Regions from separate parts of the Mus musculus genome. Here region 1 is linked to region 2. The links are chromatin contacts, called in public promoter capture Hi-C maps. All regions are on one chromosome and are shown on one strand. Each heading gives the region's core, a stretch centred on a gene start, on an enhancer-like site or on the middle of the called end of the contact. The rest is flanking DNA. Distances are from core to core; before and after follow the strand shown. Region 1 overlaps Vat1l (vesicle amine transport protein 1 like). Region 2 has its middle 17 kb from the start of Nudt7.

Region 1 (3,175 bases), core at 232-2,731, 250 kb before region 2:
TGGCCAGGGCAGCTCTAGAACCTTCTATGCACGGTACTGAAAGAGACATATTTACGTAGACCACAGTGTATTTGCGTGGGAGTCCTTGGACCCTAGCTCTTCCTTCCTAATTCCACAATATCATTCCCTACTTCAATAGTCCTGTGATGTCATATTTTTAAAAACTATATTCATGTTGTTATCAGCAATGTAAGTGGCACAAATGACCCTTCCTTTAACTCTCTTGTGTGGAGTGAAATTGCGGTACACCTAAGCTATAGAAGACAAGAATCTGTTTCTGAAAACATACACTTGGGCTGAGAACCATAGATCATTTTACTTATTTCACTTCTATTTCTTGAAAGTGGCAGATACTGCTGCACAAACCTCCATACTTTCTTTGTTTGGCCTACCTAGAACTTAGAGGGGTGGGCCATACTCAGCACCTGCCTTTCTAACTGACTGAGAGGAACCTGTCAGTCTCTTGCTTATAAATAGGACCAAAGGTGGTGGGCTAAACTTTCCCAGGTTGCAAATGGGACTGAGAACCCAGCTTTGAATGCAAGCACTCAGAGGTTCAAGGCTACATCCTATGCCATCTGTCCCCCAAAGATGCTAGTTTGGGACCAGGTAAATCTTATGTGCTGTATTCTTGTGGGTTGCTTGGATATTAGGATTTTCTCCCGACGAAAGCAAGTGAATTCAAGAGGAATACCAGAAGAATCCTGAAGGTAGTGAGCACCAATCTGTTGGGTCCATGTATGTGCATTAAGATTAGCTAGGAAGCCTTTGCATTGGTGCCTAGACATAACAGTTGTAAATGTTTGGTTTTTTCCTATCCATTTTCTGTCTGTCCCCACTCAGCAATTTTCCTGTCTTTCTCAAACACTTTAATTTTTCCATCTCCACTTTCATTAGTCCGTGGCTAATCCCTCATTCTGGCATCATGGGAGAGCTTGCAAACTGCCTGTATTTCCTCGGACACCAGCTCTGACTACTTCTGACGATCCATCGGTTTGTCTTTGGTGTTGAGCTGGGTAGTTCCCTCTACGTTCCACTTACCAGCGGGGTCGGCGTCTTTTCCACATCCAGAATTAACTTCCCGATGTTCCCTCGGTCGTGGATGCGCTGCATGGCCTCTTTTACCTGGGGCACAAGACATGAGAGACATGAGTGAAATCAGGAAAATGTGCCCGAAGAAGGCAATCCACCCGCCTTCCACCAGAGGGCGCTACAGCTCAAATAGTGGTTCAGCCAGCAACTTTTTGTGGCGCAAATCTATTCAATCGACTCCTGTCAGTCACACATGCTGACCTGTCCTGTAAGTCTTCTGGGTCTGAAAAATAAGGGTTGTAGTTTTCACAACGAAAGGATAAATATATATTTTATAAGTCAGAATGGTCTGGCAGAATGTTAAACAATGAGAGTATTTGTGAGGGTTTGAGACCTGCCTACTTAAGTGTTACGTAACTCTGCTTCATAATTTTTGGCTAAATAAGCTAGTTACCAGGGCAAAACCCGCATTTGCGAAATCCCTTAGCTTTCTAGTTGCTGGGGTAAAACTGCTTCTACCTAGCGGCACTCTCGTTAGAGGAGCATCTTCCCTAGAAACAAGGACCTATGGTTTCCTTTCCCACGTCCAGGCGCTTATCAGACTCACGAATGTCACTGCGGGACCGGATGGGGACAAGGATGGGGGACAGTGATCACCTGCGAAAGGAAAGTCCATTTGTTCTGAGCCTTTCTTTTTGCTGCTGTGCAGAACATGAACTGCAGGGGGCGCTGTGGGGATTAATAGAGAAGACACTGAACCTTGCCTGCCCTCCATGTATGTCTCAAGTGAAATCTAAACGGGATGCAACATCTCTTGCCTCACAAAAGTCAATTTATAAAAACTTAAAATAGGTTGAGTCTAAATATTTTTGTAAAGTCTCACAATTTTAATACTCTTGTTCCTTCAGCTTCAAGGTTAGATGCTCTGACATTAAAAAAAAAAAAGTCAGACATCGTTAACTGCGCATAGGGAACTCAGCCTGTGGCTGATGGAGAAATGTTTGCTTATTTGAAAATCAAAGGCTTCTTGCTATTCATTTGAATCCAAACTCACAGAACCATTAAAATGTTTGTGTTCAAATTGCTTTTCTGGGACTTTAGAGACACAATTCCATTTATGGGAGAAAAACATAAAAGATAATGACTTCGTTGCTTTTAGTGGCAAAACACTGAAACAGCTTATGTGTCGAAGTAAAGGGATGGGTAAATAAACAATGGCTTTTTACATTCATCTACCAAGTGGGGATGTTGCAGAGCTGTTAAGGAAAAGAAAGATATATGCCACTAATTATAAAGTAGACACGGCAGGATCGAATGCTTTTGTAATCTTGCTAAATGAGAAAACCGAAAGAAGTACTTTTATTTACATCTCTATAAAAATGTAGGTATTGTAAAACAGCTGGGAAGGAAGGCTTGCAGGTGTGCCTTGAAAGTCAGGCGGAGAAAAGGAGGGCATTTTGACTCTACCATCCAAATAATATTATGCAGTCATGTGCTGTCAAATCAACACTTAATATAAATTCCATGGGTCTTTCCAATGCAGTTTTTTTGGTCTCTATGCGATGAGGAACAACCTGTTTTTTAGACTGAGAATGTCAGGTAATTGTGAATTATTATTATTATTATTGACCCCGATAAACAAACCAGTTGAGTCCTTCCATTTACATGATGACTTCTGAAGTATTTTCACACTTGGTCATAAAACCTGGTACCATTGGTCACCCCTGACCATCTGTGGAGGCTGATTCTGAAGCTCTCCACGGACTCCAACATAGAACCTACATAGAACCTACACACATTTCCCCATAGACTTTTTTTTTTCCTAGATTATTTGTTCCACCAAGTACCACATGATACTGTGCTCTTCGACTGTCTAGCAAATCACGAAAGCAAATCAAAGTCTTCACATTCAGGGCCTGGAGAGATGGCTCAGTGGTGAAGAGCACTGACTGCTCTTCTTAAGGTCATGAGTTCAAATCCCAGCAACCACATGGTGGCTCACAACCATCCATAATGAGAACTGATGCTCTCTTTTGGTGGGTCTGAAGACAGCTACAGTGTGCAATCAATCAATCAACCAATCAATCAATCTTTTTAAAAGTCTTCATGGTCATGTAATCCCCCCCCCCGCCCCCCGTATTTC
Region 2 (3,300 bases), core at 244-2,743:
TTAAATTTGTCCTGAGATCAATGCATATTGATCCATCTCACAGCCACCTCCCTATTCCTCTTGTCCACTTCTCCAATCTCTCTCACATATTTATGTCTATCTCTTTGCATTTGTAACATGTTGCAATCAGCCATGTTGCAATCATCTGTTTGACTGACCAAGGCTTTGGAGCTATCAACTGGAGCAGAGTAGACTCAGCAGTAGGCACACAGTTAAAGATAGTGATTGCTCCTCTTCCCAGAATCTATCAAGGGTCAGTAGTCCAAAATCTATCAGAGGTCAATATTTGTTCTAGGCTCTGAAACTGATGGTCTGAAACCTACTATTGGTTTCAGATCCTGGGACAAAGAGTAAAGAATAATGCACTGTAAATCCCTCCCCTTTTCTTGACTGATTGCTGATAGAGCCAGTCTTATGTATGTCACTGGATCATGGGACTGATCATAATAAAATCCATGGATCAGTCCCATGATTCAGTGACATACAGGATGAAGGCACACAATAAGGGACAGTATAGTGTTCAGATATGGGGAGTGTGTGTCGTCGTCCCCCCCCCCCCCCCGTTTCTAGCTTGGTGGCCCTGGGCAGATTCTACCTGTTCTACCTGTCTGAGCTGCATTTCCCTTGTCTGGAAAATAGAGATGATGGTTAGACTTCACTCGTTGGGCTTTTTGGTGGTGGTGGTGGTGGTGGGGGGGAATGAATAGATAAATCATATATGGAATGCATTTAATGTTGGATCTGGTGCCAAGTTATATTTATATATGGAAAATCATCTAGCATGCTCCAGACCCTGGGATAGATCCTTAGCCAAATAAATAAATAAATAAATAAATAAATAAATAAATGCATTTCCAGTTGTCAATTTATACCTGAGTTTTTATTTCACACAGCTACTTGTTAGCTAGCTCCAAAATCCTGGCCAGAGCGTGTCATCTGTAAACCTGTACCTCTTCTTCCCCCCCCCCCAAACTGGAAAAGAATCTGTTAAGCCCAAGATGTACAACCAATAACTGAAGTTGTCTATCTAAAAGGCAGCTCAGCAAATGGGGGAGGGGTAAAGGTTGGTGCACGAACAGTGCCAAAGACATTAGACCCAGAGCTCTAACCCTAGAGTTCCTTTGTTGCCTCTCTCACAGAAATAAATATTTAAGTTTGCACTTAAGCAGGGAAATGCATTATAACAGGACATAGGATTGAGGCTAACCAGGACAGGTAGATTTTAGGAAAGCAGACCTCAAGTGGATCCTATTGGTTGAGGGAAAGAACCAGAACTGTTGAGCTGCAAAGGAGCATCAGGAAGCAAGCAGGTAGCTGCTGGTAGGGAGGGAGAGGTGGAGAGAGGAAGGGGCTGGGACCATAACAGAATTTAGGGCTTTGGTTTCTATTGCAATCTAAGCATCCCCAGTGATCTCTCCATTAGCTGCCTGCATCTTAGTTGCCATATTTGTGGAAACAGTGTTTACCCAGCAGCTGCTACAATGAAGCATCAGCTTTGTGATTACTCCTCTTGCTAACAGCTGTTCCTCCTGAACCCGGGTTACCTAATTTGGTGAGGCTGGTGTGCAGACAAATGGGCTTTGATATGATAAATGGGCCATGAAAGGGAAAAGAAAAGACTCTCAGAGCTCATTTCCATTCCATCCCAGAGAAAAAGCATAAAAGGTCCCCAGCTGTGAAAACCCCGGCAGATTAGAAGCAGGTTTCTTGTGACTGTCAGCTTGGCTGGGGGATCATCCTGCCAGCCCAAGTGCTAGTGATTTGAAAATTTTATACTGGTCTTTCTCTTAGGACACACAGACACTTTCTAAACATTTCCCCCAAAACTTGAGGAGGCGGAGAGGCTAGGATATTATTGCGCAATTAAAAAGTCATTTTAGAAGAACTGTTTTAATAATCTGTCATGGGCTGCATGGCTGAAACTTCTTCAGAAGGAGTTGTTACCTGAGCACTGGACAGCTTGGTGTTTGCAAACATGGTATATCATCTTCATAGGTTGCCCTTGCAGCGTCCATCCAAGGTGTGTGGTCATCCTGTCGTCGTGCCCTCTGTTCTGTGTCCCTCTCTTCCCCCCACCCCCCATCTTGCTCATGTTCTGAAGCTGGCCTGAGTGGTTCCGTTGGAGATGCAGCTGTAACTCCCTAGAGGTGGAAAGTTTTGGTTTGGTATTCAATCGGGAGAACTGAGGCGGTTTGTCTTTTGGGTCAAGAGATTTATTAGCCCTCTAGGGTTGCAGGAACAGATTCCCTTTTCTCTTGATTTAAACAATAAGAAGGCAAGAAAAGCAAGGTATCAGTACTCCACTGGATTTTATTGAATGCAGAAGTACACGTACACACACACACACACACACACACACACAGAGAGAGAGAGAGAGAGAGAGAGAGAGAGAGAGAGAATCCAAGTTTGCCTGGAAACACAGAGTTTCAGAGTTTTTTCTACAGCCCAGGTCCTTTTGCCTAGTGATGTATAAAGCCACCCACAATGGGCTGAGCCCTCCCACATCATCATCAATTAAGACAATCCCCCACAGACATGGCCACAGCTGTTGGCACTGTGGGAGGGAGGTTGTAGAAACTTTGAGGGAGGAGGCCCGGCTGGTGGAGGTGATACTGGGAAAGGGCCTCTATGGAGGATTGCTTTCTGGTTCACTTCCTGCCCAAGCTCCCAGCTTCCTGATCATTTGAGGTGTGACAAACCCTGCAGCAAGCTTCTGCCACCTTGACCTAGCTATCTTCCCTACTGTGATAGACTGTACCCCTTTAATTGTGTGACAAAGAAAGCTCCCATAATTTGGCTTCTGTCAGGCACTTCATCCCAGCAAAGAGAAAACTAACAGAGCAACAGTGGCTACCATGACCCATGTCTAGCTTTGGTGCCCTCTTTTATACTTTTTGAAGGTGCTGGAAGAATTCACTTCCCTCTGGTGGAAGGTTGCCATTTTCCCTATGGCTGCCAGCAAGGGTCCCTATCAGTTACTATAGGCATTGCATTCACAACATGATATATTGTTTTGTTGTTGTTTAAAGATTTATTTACTTAGTTTGATGTATTTGAGTACTCAGTCGGTATATATACCTGAATGCCAGAAGAGGGCATTGGATCACCGTATAGAGAGGGTTGTGAGCCATCATGTGGTTGCTGGGAATAGAGCTCAGGACCTCTGGAAGTGCTCTTGACTACTGAACCATCTCTCCAGACTTCTTGTTTTCTTTAAGCCAGCAGGACCATAGCTCTGACATTTGGCCTACTTACAAAGACCCTTGTGAGTAGGTCAGACACACTTCGAACAATATCCTT

Evidence for each region. Capture Hi-C pulls out chosen DNA fragments and counts their contacts.
Region 1: a promoter capture Hi-C map of pancreatic islet shows a contact between it and region 2. The contact joins two enhancer-like sites. A contact is called at or near these places in 15 of 39 promoter capture datasets (the 3T3-L1 cell line, 3T3-L1-derived adipocytes, cranial neural crest and 8 more), 3 of 484 Hi-C or Micro-C datasets (bone marrow-derived macrophages and embryonic fibroblasts), 7 of 115 datasets of contacts at active chromatin or transcription factors (differentiating embryonic stem cells, embryonic basal ganglia, embryonic stem cells and 3 more) and 3 of 9 other capture datasets (embryonic stem cells, liver and pancreatic islet).

What each region holds. Positions count from the first base shown.
Region 1 is chr8:114,367,802-114,370,976 of GRCm38.p6, reverse strand. Vat1l (vesicle amine transport protein 1 like) reads right to left here. Exons shown (of 9, transcript NM_173016.3): 8 at 1,042-1,125. Among named protein-coding and RNA genes, the nearest start is that of 4933408N05Rik, 18 kb to the right of the region's middle. Within about 2 kb of position 1,481, at least 9 of the 459 cell types and tissues checked have an H3K27ac peak or open chromatin away from gene starts, as enhancers often do. A contact at or near this core is called in pancreatic islet, where this site is marked.
Region 2 is chr8:114,114,509-114,117,808 of GRCm38.p6, reverse strand. No RefSeq gene overlaps it. Among named protein-coding and RNA genes, the nearest start is that of Nudt7, 17 kb to the left of the region's middle. Within about 2 kb of position 1,493, at least 30 of the 459 cell types and tissues checked have an H3K27ac peak or open chromatin away from gene starts, as enhancers often do. A contact at or near this core is called in pancreatic islet, where this site is marked.